Regions from separate parts of the Mus musculus genome. Here regions 1 and 3 are each linked to region 2. A link is a contact called in public Hi-C and HiChIP or PLAC-seq data. All regions are on one chromosome and are shown on one strand. Each heading gives the region's core, a stretch centred on a gene start, on an enhancer-like site or on the middle of the called end of the contact. The rest is flanking DNA. Distances are from core to core; before and after follow the strand shown. Region 1 has its middle 120 kb from the start of 4930435F18Rik. Region 2 holds the start of Parp8 (poly (ADP-ribose) polymerase family, member 8). Region 3 has its middle 63 kb from the start of Emb.

Evidence for each region. A called contact is a pair of places that touch in the nucleus more often than the background predicts. HiChIP or PLAC-seq counts read pairs in DNA pulled down with a chosen protein or histone mark.
Region 1: a Hi-C map of the N1E-115 cell line shows a contact between it and region 2, with 8 times the contacts expected there. The contact joins the enhancer-like site here to the promoter of Parp8 in region 2. A contact is called at or near these places in 2 of 39 promoter capture datasets (embryonic stem cells and pre-B cells) and 4 of 484 Hi-C or Micro-C datasets (the N1E-115 cell line, embryonic stem cells and nephron progenitors).
Region 3: an H3K4me3 HiChIP or PLAC-seq map of bone marrow-derived macrophages shows a contact between it and region 2, with 4 times the contacts expected there. The contact joins the enhancer-like site here to the promoter of Parp8 in region 2. A contact is called at or near these places in 8 of 39 promoter capture datasets (the 3T3-L1 cell line, the C10 cell line, the HPC-7 cell line and 4 more), 1 of 15 datasets of contacts at CTCF or cohesin (the NIH/3T3 cell line), 20 of 484 Hi-C or Micro-C datasets (B cells, the C2C12 cell line, CD4 T cells and 16 more), 4 of 115 datasets of contacts at active chromatin or transcription factors (bone marrow-derived macrophages, memory CD8 T cells, pro-B cells and 1 more) and 1 of 9 other capture datasets (adipose tissue).

What each region holds. Positions count from the first base shown.
Region 1 is chr13:116,713,935-116,717,433 of GRCm38.p6, reverse strand. No RefSeq gene overlaps it. Among named protein-coding and RNA genes, the nearest start is that of 4930435F18Rik, 120 kb to the left of the region's middle. Within about 2 kb of position 2,208, at least 1 of the 459 cell types and tissues checked has an H3K27ac peak or open chromatin away from gene starts, as enhancers often do. A contact at or near this core is called in the N1E-115 cell line, where this site is marked.
Region 2 is chr13:117,023,611-117,027,329 of GRCm38.p6, reverse strand. It overlaps Parp8 (poly (ADP-ribose) polymerase family, member 8), which reads left to right and starts at 1,799. Exons shown (of 27, transcript NM_001081009.2): 1 at 1,799-1,965; 2 at 2,053-2,154; 3 at 3,101-3,155. The coding sequence starts at 2,064.
Region 3 is chr13:117,281,921-117,285,803 of GRCm38.p6, reverse strand. No RefSeq gene overlaps it. Among named protein-coding and RNA genes, the nearest start is that of Emb, 63 kb to the right of the region's middle. Within about 2 kb of position 1,558, at least 64 of the 459 cell types and tissues checked have an H3K27ac peak or open chromatin away from gene starts, as enhancers often do. A contact at or near this core is called in CD8 T cells, Th2 cells, bone marrow-derived macrophages and 3 more, where this site is marked.

The DNA.
Region 1 (3,499 bases), core at 959-3,458, 310 kb after region 2:
TCCAACGCACATCATGTGCACACACATAACTAAAAGTGAATAGATATAAGAAGAAAGCAACTAAAAGAATAGTAATCCTACAGAGGGATACAACCATAAGAAATTACAAGTGTAACAAAAGTACATTGGTCCTGAGAAGATTATGTTTCATGGGTGACCAGTGATGGCCAGAATTCCAGAGGAAACTGAGGCATTTGAACTGAAACCTGAATAGTGAGGAGTAAGTAGCCCAACATAAATGCAGTTCCAGGCACCTGTATGGATATGCTCTGCCCATGAACTCATTTTCTCAACTTGGAGAGATGGCTGCTTTTCTTTAATTGTATATTTTATTTATTTACATTTCAAGTGTTATCCCTTTCCCCAACTCCCCACCCCAGAAACCTCCAATCCCATTCTCCCCGCTTCGATAAAGTTGCACTCCCACCCACCCCAAGTTGCTTTTGTTTCTTTTATAGATGAGGATAAGATACAAGGGTAAAACAAATTCTATAGAAAGCAGAGAGAGCAAGATATCGAGCTCAAATTGAAACCCAGGCACAGTCAAGTTCTCAAAAACCCATACTTTGAGCCTCTGCCAGATACGCCTCTCAAAAGAATGCAGTAGGGTGCTGTCTTTGATGTTGGGTGTTATCCCTATTCACTCATGAATTAATTGATGGGTATAACTCAGCCCCAAGAAGGCCCAGCTCTTAGCACATTTCCAGCAAATCTTGGTGAACAAATGGATAACTGAAGTGAGCAAACACATGTGTGATGAAGGCTCTCATTAAGTGGAAATTATCAGGTCAGTGATTAGCACATCAATTCTCCTCTTCCTCTGTAACCCCGAGTTAAACTCTCATGATATGTTGCTGCACCGGAAGCAACTAGAAGAATTACAACTCACAAAGGCAGACTCCCTTTGTATACTGTATCAAGAAAGGAATGTAGGAGGCAAAGCCTTTTGAAAGCTTGTTAGCAAGAATGAAAAATGGCCGCTTCTGGCCACTCCGAAGAAAAACATATGCAAGCAATGAACCTGCAAAGTCATATATTTCTGCATTCCAACATAAAAATGATGGGCTTGGTGCTCTGAAGAATAGTAATTGGGAAAATTCACAACACACACACACACACACACACACACACAGAGAGAGAGAGAGAGAGAGAGAGGGCAATATGTAAGGAGACATTTAAAGTTAGTTAAATATCTTACTTACTTCAGAGTCGGGAACACTTAAATCATTTCTACAGCTTTTGGGCTGTTTATTATTCCACAAACATTGCCAAAAACACTCTTTGAAAGGTTGTGATGAACTTGAAAGACAAATCAGATTCTGAAACTTTGCAAGATGGAGAACAGCAGCTTGTATTTTTGATACATTTTTTTCAGGGTTAACATAGAGTTGCCTCCTGCCCAAGATGCGTTTGGATATGCTGACCTTTATGAATGATGTCTCGCTGTTAAGAGTCTTGCCTGTAGGATTTTAGAAGGCTGGTCACATTTAAGTCCACTTAAGTATACTAGGTGCTTCTGAAATGCTTGGTTGAGTGAGGTGACTTATCTGGGTTTAAATGTAACATTTGGTGGTGGTGGTAGAACTTTGCCATAAAGAAAGTGAATATTTATGGACTATATAAATCAGGTTCTGTGTTCTTGGAAGGAATTTAACATCACTGCTGGGGACCAGTATGATAACTACAGGTAGAAGTTTAATAGAGAAGTATAGAATGATTGCATTTACCTTTTAGTCCAGTACCATGCTGAAGTTTTGTTTTTTCCAGTTGCAAGTGTAAAGTACCACCAACAAGGGTCACTCTGTCTATGAAATTTCTGCATCTATTACTTACTTTGCTTCTTGAATATGTTCAAGATGTCAGCAAGTGCTCCAGAAATGTTACAGAGATCACCTTATTAAATGACCTGTCCAAGAAGATCATCGTCATAGGATTTGATCTATACTGAGAATCTGTGAATGACGTCCCTTTACTTCATTCTTCAATCTAAATCATAAACGAGGTTAAATAATAGTGAAGAGTGTGGGCAGAGCTTCAGACCAACCGTTAAGAACAAAGGGACAAGGCCAGATCTACAACCCACTCTGAGGGCAAAGTCAGCAGAGACGACAGAGAAAATCTACTCACTCGTTGTCAACTACAACTGGCCATCTCAGCTTAAAATTCTGACCTTGCCCATAACAAGAAAATTCAAACTTTCATCAGCCAGCTGTGCTAGGGAAGAAATTAGAAATTGTATTGATTTGAAATAAAGAGTATGGCAAGAAAACCATCTTCTACAGATACCAAGTGCGTTAATTATTTAAAGAGCGTGTTGTGATGTATTCCAGTGGATGGATGCCCTCACTAACCATCAGCTTTCTGAGTTCTGTAACATCCTGACATCCATTTAAAAACTGTAGGGTGGACAGCAGGTGGCAGCAAAGGCCGTGATAAGAGAACCGGTCTGGCCATTGCATTTAGAATTCTAGACTGTTCCTGCTTAATGAGATTCAGGTAGAGAAGATTGGAAAGTGACAGCTCTTTTGGTCCTGAGTCAAGAATAGGGCATAAAAACATAACTTCCTGGAAGGTGGACTGCAGTCAATTTCGTTTAAATGCTTTTCTACCATTTTAACTAACTTCTGACTAAATGTGACAGTTGTAGAGTTTACATAAAATAGTGGTGTCCCACACAAAAACCCAACTAATATAATAGCCAATGACATATAATAGTTATTATAAAAATTTGGAAGAGGATTTCTTTCTTGGCTCAGAAGTATTACTGGAAGAATATCAATATCCTAAAGTTAAAATGTAAATATTAAGACAGCTAAGTATGAGGGGGCTCTTTGAAGAATGTCGCAGTGATACAAGACCAACAGGGTGGCAAAGAACCTCTGGGTCGTCTTATAAACACCCAAGGGTGTAGACAATGAAGTATGAAGGCAATGTGTGTTGACTTAGTGCAAGTGAGGCACATGTGGATACCTTTGAATGTTTGTAATACAGAGGTGTAACCTTCAGTCAGACAGCATAATTCCACACACAGGCCAGCCAGCTCCTGGAGTTCAGAGTGCGTCACACTGGTCTAGGGAATCTGTTTTGGAAGAGCTCGGTTTCCTTCAGACTCAGCTGTGGTTGGGTTGTTTGCCTCGGTGCCCAAATAGTTTGAGAGTAACTGAGTGCATCCCAAACTATTTTCGAAAGCTAACCAATTGAAGGAAAGACACATAGCAGAATGGTGCTGGTTTTTAGAACTGTAGCTGTTTATTATTCTCCAAATACGATTTCAGCCCTAGAGTAACTATGTTGGATGTTAGGCAAGCTGTGATATTCTTGGATTCCAGTTTCCTGAACTAAAGTGGGCATGTAAGGTGACACCTATGGTTGGACTGCAGAGCAGTTGGTTAAATAAGACAACCATCAAATACTTGCTTCTTTATGGACATTTTTTTCTTTCTTCCATTCAGGAATATTTGCCAATAAATTGATACATTTTGAAGAATACCTCAGAAAA
Region 2 (3,719 bases), core at 550-3,049:
AGGATTGGTTCATACATGTGCTTTTCTTTCCTGGCTATATAATCAGATTATTTGGCTCACTTTATTACAACGTTAACCCTTAGTGAAGTCTCTTCAAGCAAGGCAGCGAAGGGAAAGCGAAGGCCTTGGGTGCTCTGTGGATGAGATCCCCAGAGCTCTCAAGCTTCAAGGGATATGGATCTGAGCAGCTACAGGCCTCAGACCAGTCTCACAGTGACCTGTCTCTGTAGTTAGGTTAAGGATCACTGTGTCCAAGGCCAGGCTCAAAGGAGAGCTTTAACCCTGCAAAGCCCCACCTAACTGCTGTGGGATGTATGCTGTCTTCTGCCGTCACTAAAGGCTGTCGGAAACTGAGGATTACAAGAGGAAAAGCGTGAGAATACAGATGATGTTAAAAGGCTGGATATATACCATAAGCCTCCAGCCTGAGTGTTTCCAGCAGTCAGTCTCTGCCTTGAAAAGGGTTTGAAATTCTAATACTCTTCTGGGCGTGTCTGTTCAGCCCCTAGGCTCCAGGGTACTGACTCAGGCTTGCCAGCACAGGAAAAGCTTCCCCTACTCACTATTCCTATCGGGAAGATTAAAAGGTTCCGGACAACATGATTGATAACACCTCCTATATTCCAGACACTGCTTGGTCTTAGAATGCAAAACAATATACCTATGGTCTGCCTGGGGGACACTTCTCAGAAACGATGCTAAAGAAAAGAGCTTGGTGGAGCGGGTTCAGGTTCCTTGCGGCAGAAAAGGTGGACCAACCATCATAAGCTTAAAGCAGGGCAATAGAGAGCGGACAGTATGGTTTTCCTTGTTGCGCAAGGTATTAGGGCTGGAGAAACTTTCCCTTGCCTCAGCCCACAGAAGGCTGAGGTTTTGAATAAGACCCAAGCCAGGTATCCCTGACTTAGGGAGTCCCCTCAGGCCAATTTCTTATGAACAGAGCTGGAAAGGAAGAACAAGAGTCTTTGGAGTCTAGAAAGGGCTTCATTTTCAAAAGAGCTTCTCAAACCTGGGACAAACAAACAAACAAACAAACCACCCTGAGAAGCAAAAGCAAAGCAAAACAATAAAAGAACCCCCATCACCTCACCACCAAAAAAGAAGGCAATAAGGAAATGGGAGAGTCCTCCTAGAGTGATCTCCAGCCTTTCTCCCTTTGCCTGATGTGATTACAAGGAAAGACTTGTTCACTTTATTTTTAATTCGTAAAGATTTTTTTTTCTTTTCCCCCTCTTTCTTCCTCCCAGCCACTCCGGCTTGGGTTTCCATATGACTCATAATTCCTTCTGAAAGTGGAGTCGAATTCATAAAAGTGGTGGAAAGAGGAGGGGTGGTGGTGGTGGTGCGGGAGAGGCTGGGAGCTCCAGGGAGTCTTCACTACCTACACTGTCACTCAGCTCCCGGCTCGAGTGGCAGTCGGGGGTGGGGAAATCCAGCCTGCGCGGATGGCGGATACTATTAAAGCCCCAGCGGCGCGCAGCCGGGCCCGGTGACCCGCGGCGGGTGCGGGAGGGTCTGCGGCTGGCGGGCGGCGCTGCAGCAGCCTGGGCACGGCCGCCGCCCGCGGGCGCGAGTGTGCGCGGGTGTGGGAAGGCCGGCGTGCGGGCCGCGAGGGGTGTGCGCGCGTGAGTCGGAGCGGGGCTCGCCCCTCTCCGGCGCCTGCCGCTCCACAGCTGCCGATCGCTCTCCAGCGGTCCCCGGCCCCCTTCGGGCCCCTCGTTTTCCTACGGCCGTCAGTCCGGGCGGGGGTGGGGGGGGAGGGAGAAAGTGAGACTCCGTGTCATCACCATCCATTGTCAGAACAGGAGGAAATTGGAATCCAGCAGCGGCGAGCAGCAGCTGGGCGGTCACATCTGGGAATGCAAAGCCGACCTCCTCCTCCTCCTCCTCCTCCACCTCCTCCTCCTCTCTCACCCGGGATCACTTCCGAAACCACTTCGCCTTCAGCCCCTGCCTCGGCCAGAGGTTTCATTTTTAACTGAATATTTACGAAAGCTGGAAGCGTGCGAGGGGGGTGGGGTGGAGTGGAAATAGCGGCTGCTTCTTTTCCAGGGATTTATTTAATGGGGATGTGTTCAAGGCAAGAGAGAATTCAGAAGGATATCGACGTCGTGATCCAGAAGTCAAGAGCCGAGAAAGACTGCCTGTTTGCAGGTGAGTTCTTGCCTCTCGGATCCTGGGACCAGGAGTCAGCCTCCCCTCTGTCTACCCCCATTGCCCAGATTTCTGACCGCGACGCGTGTAGCTTGGGAGTGTGGGGCGGCAAGTCCCCATTCCGGGTGCATTTGGAAATAGCTGCAGCGGCGTGAGCTGAAACCCAAAGAGGAGGGGGGCACGAGCCACCCCCCTCCCCCCCAAAAAACCCCACCAGGCCAGGGCAGTCTCCGGCTCCTGGGGCAGGACCCGCGCGATCAGAGTGCAGGGGCCGGGCGCTGGGTTCCAGCCATTGGCGGTGCCCAGAGCATCCGAGCTTTGCCTCCCGGCTTCGGCAGCCGTGGCCGAGCGGGGCGGGCTAGAGCCCGGCGGCTTTGCGCCATCGGCCGAGCGGCGGCGGCCGGGAAGGGACCGGCTGCGCTGCGCTGCGCTGCGCTGCTCCCGCCAGGCGCCGAGGCCCCGGGAGAAGGCAGCGCTGGGCCGAGCTCCCGCCCCCTCCGCTGCACCCGCTCCTCGGCGAGCGCGCAGGACACCGCCCCGGGGAAGGGATGGATGGATTCCCGGGGTTCCCGAGCTACGCAGGCCCAACCTGGGGGTCGCTTTGCGTCCATCTTTGCTCCCCGTCCTCCCACCCCCCCATCCAAGGCCGAGGGCAGTTCGGGCTTCGCAGCCCGAAGCCTGCCAGGGGCTGCTTCCGGCTGCTTGGCTGGGAATTTCCCGCTGTTGCCATGGCACCCGGCACTTGTTGCGGGGGGCGGCCTCCCGCTGCACCCCACGGGGTGCTCCGCATCCCCTCCTGCACCACCCTGCTGGCGGCCCCTAGCTCTCCAGCCTTTGCTTCCCTCCCCATCGGGCCTCCTAGGCTCACACAAAAGTGTAGGTTCAAGACAGAATTGGGGTTAAAAACAACACATGGGGTGGCTTATAACACGACTTTCCGTTTCAGATTTCAGATACTCAGACTCCACCTTTACTTTCACCTACGTTGGCGGCCCCAAAAGGTATTTATGTGTATAGAGTTGCTTCATTTCCTGTTCACACGCTTGTGTTTCCTTTGTTCCTGGTGTCTTCCGTGTTTGGGTATTTTTTTGCTTGTTTGTTTAATCTTGGGACTGCTATCTAGCTGCATTCCTCGCCAGTTGTCTCCCGATTTTATATAGAAGAGGGAAAATAAATATGTTTGAAGTTTTTTTTTTCTTCTTAAGCTAACAGAGGATGAGCAGAACTCCACATAGTGTTCTGCTTCAGTAGTAGATTGCTCTTTAGGCGTTCTGGATTTGACACAGGCGACACCGTGCAAAATTGGTACATTGAGCATGGAGTGAAATATGTGAAAGACATAAAAAGATGTCACAAAATAGTTTGATCGCCACCAGTGCTTATTTTGCCAACGTGTCTCTTTTTTCCATTTTCCTGAAGGTTGACATAAACACGTGGTCTTCCCAGTTCCCCAGGCGTTTTTCTTTTTTCCTCCGCAAAGGAGTGGTTATTTTGGTTTTCACATTTAGTTGTAGAAAAGATTTTGGAGAGTTATATGAAGCTGGCGTGGATGGCTTTTCCTTTGG
Region 3 (3,883 bases), core at 309-2,808, 260 kb before region 2:
CATATATATATATGGTGGTTCATAACCATCTGTAATAGGATCCAATGACCTCTTCTGATATGTCTGAAGAAGAGTGACAATGTACTCACAAACATTTATTTAAAAATAAATCTTTAAAAGAAATAAAAAGAAGGAAACCAGAATTTCAAAAGCTATAAAGGTTTAAGGGGCCTCATCAAAGGGGAACATGTTCACTCTGGAACCATCCAATGGGGATAGAAAAGGGAGAAAGCTCCACTTTGAAAACGAATAGCTAGGGAGATAATCTAGCATTTAAAGCGGTTCTGGTTAGTTTTCATTTTTAAATAGTGTCTTATTTGTTTGCATATGTGTGGGGGGAACATGCAGAAGTCAGAGAACAACCTGTGGGACTTAGTTTTCTCCTTCCAGGATGTGAGTGCTAGGTATGGAACCCAGGTGGCCCGGCTTCTTAGGAAGCCCTTTACTCCTGAGACATTGCTTGCCCAGGATTGTTAGTTTTTCCTTATTGACTACACACAATGTAGAATTACCTGGGCATCAAGTCACAGTGAAAGATTTAAGCCGGGATGAGGGTATGTCTCTGGGGGACGATCTTGATTACTTGCCTACTGTGGGTGGTACCATTCCCTAGGCAGGCCATCCTGACCTGTGAAAGAGTGGAAAATGTTAACTGAGCACTCAAATTTGTGCACACACTACACTTTGTTACTGTTTATACGTGTAACCGGATCAACTTTCTCAGTCTCAAGCTGCTGTGACTTTCCTGCTAGGAGGGACTGGAATTTGGAACTGTGTGCTAAAATAAGCCCTTTCTCCCTGAATTACTATCAGGGTATTTTATCACAGTAAGTTGAACAGAAAATAAGAGAGAGACAGAGAGACAGAGAGAGACACAAACAGAGAGAGACAGAGAGAGACAGAAAGAGAGAAAGGGAGAAATTCTGACATGCAGGAACATGGGTGAATCAGCAGATTATCTGTTAAATGAAACAGTGACAGAGGCCAAGTTCTAGGAGTCCTCTATGATTTATTAATATGAAATATATAACATAAACAATCACTCAGAAACAGAGCTGGAGAGTACAAGGTAAGAGCTGCAGTTCAAACAGAATAAATCTTAAGTTTTGTAAGATGGCTAAATCACAGAGCCAGGACACATATTGTACCCATACTGAACACTGTGTTGTATACTTGAAATAATCTTATAGAAGGCAAGATTAAGCTTAATTTTCCTATCATCGCAAAAATAATGAAAAAAAAATAAAACAAACACATGAACTTTGAGTTCTCATCACACAATCACACTTAAACTACCCTTTACTCTTTAGACAAACGCTATTTTTTTCCAACATGGGAAACCCCAGAACATAATCAAGAGCAGAATTAAATTATAATTTGGTAACTCTTTTCAGAATCTTGGGAATTTTTAAAGCATTGAAAAGATTTATTACACAGAACGTATATAATTTGTCATATTCTCCGTAGCATATCCATTGAGCTGGTTCACAAGGTCATCAAATAGATGTCTGTTCCTCACTTAAACACATGCTGCTGGATGCTGTGGGTACCCACATCCTGCTTCCTGCCTCTGCAAGCCACTGTGAACCCTGCCTGGCAGTTCCCTATTTTGGGCTCCATGCTGTACCGACATAAGGTCTGCAGAATCATGTTTAAGAGGCAAGCATGTGTTAATGCAGTTATGAAAGAGGATTGGCGTGGATATGAATACCTGTCCTGTAGCTTTTTATGTGCAGATTTGTTTTGGAAATGTGCACAGCTTGGATTCAACCTTAAGAGATCCTTTTAAGGCTTTTCTTCATCATGAAGTGTCTATTGAAGCTATGGCGAAGTATGAAAATGAGCAACCTAAAGTATGTCATTTTCCTCTTGTATGAAGTTAAAATAACACAGAATAAAAATACTGTGGCCAGATTATTTTAATACACATACACAAATATATATATTTGTATATATTTGGGCCTGCGACCTGTGGCTAAGCCATATAACATGGCAAGAAGCACATGGTAAAACTGCTTGGCTCACAGTTGGGAATGGAAGGGACAAATATGGAGAACCAAATCTCAGTACTCCTTCAGAATATGGCTCTGATGAGAAGATCTCTCACAAAACCCTAGCCCTAAAAGTCTCCATTACTTCCCAAGAGATCCAACCTGGCGAGGGTTAAGCCCTTTAAAACATGGGCTTGCTGGTGAGATGGCTCAGTGGTTAAGAGCACCGACTGCTCTTCCAAAGGTCCTGAGTTCAAATCCCAGTAACCACATGGTGGCTCACAACCATCCATAATGAGATCTGATGCCCTCTTCTGGGGTGTCTGAAGACAGCTACAGTGTACACACATATAATAAATAAATCTTTAAAAAACAAACAAACAAACAAACATGGGCTTTTGGGAGAACATTTCTATTGTAAACTATGGCAGTATATAAGTTGTTAACACAATCTTTTGTGTGTGTGTGTGTGTGTGTGTGTGTGTGTGTGTGTGTGTGTGTGTGTGTATGTGTGTGAGGCAGGGTTTCTCTCTATAGCCCTGGCTGTCCTGGAACTCACTTTGTAGACCAGGCTGGCCTCGAACTCAGAAATCTGCCTGCCTCTGCCTCCCAAGTGCTGGGATTAAAGGCATGCGCCACCACTGTCTGGCCAGACACCTATTTTTGAGACAGTTTATTTGGGGTCAACAGTATTGAGAAGCTTTGGAGGAAGCATGTTATTTCCTTTCTCTGGAATGAATATTTCTTGATCATCAAGTATATTTGTTGTGTTAGGAACCAACCAGTCAGGCCTCCTTCCACATTGTTCCCTATGTTCCTACAAGCAATGTATAAGAGACGTGACTTCAGGGCACCCCCACTCAGTATTCCTTATTTCAGTTCTATGTGCTTCTTTTTCTGTTGTATATTTAGGTTGCGATGGTTGTGATTGATTTGCTTTCAAAGGGAAGGAAAATGTCAAATTCCATGGTGAGCTGAAGAAGTAGCTTACATTAAAAACACATAAGATCTAACCTACCAACCATCAAGGCTAAGTCTAGCTGTCTTGGAACCTGGCCAGAGCACAGTCCTAAGTTAAGTTGGCCAAAATCACCTACCACAAAGGTAATTTTATAATCTCACATGACTTACTGGTTATAATATGCACACAACAGAGTAGCCGCTGTTTCTTTGCTCCTTTGGCTAGCAGAATTGTGGCTCACTGCTGGTGCTCACTATGGGGCGAGCATAGTACACACCGTGTACAAGTAGCCCCAGAAAAGAGCAAATTTAAAACTTAAAAGTAAGCCTTTAAAATGAAGGTAACTAGTCTGAGCATCGTTGACTTCAGAGAGTTTAGCTCAGTGGTATAGTATAGCCCTTGTCTCCACAGGTGAGGTTGTAAATATCAATTCATGCATCTCGAGTGGGGACCACCTGTAGCGGTCCAGCTTTTTCTGTTATTTTGTTTGTGTGACACATAGTAAGTCAGCCTGAGTGGTAACTGAAAGCCTCCCTTCAGCTAAATTGCCAACCTATCTATAAGTGTCATGCACAGGCAACCAAGGAAAGCTGGAGGTGGGAGAGATGCGCTCCCCAGGGAAGTGACAAACGGTGAGCCCAGAAAGCATACACACAAGCCCATTATATAGACAGGAATGGCTGTATTTAGGAAGATGTATGTAAGTAATATACATATTTACATGCGATAACAGTAAAAAGGAGGCCACGGATTTGAAGGAGAGTGGGGAGGGTACATGGGAGGCTTTGGAGGGAGGAAAGGGAGGGGGGGAAATGATATAATTATATTATAATCTTAAAAAATTAAAAAGGGTAAAAAGACTTGTTTGTACTATTCCTTTATTGTCCTTTACAGCAGGATTGCCTACTTAGTTTTGGAGACATATTTCTTT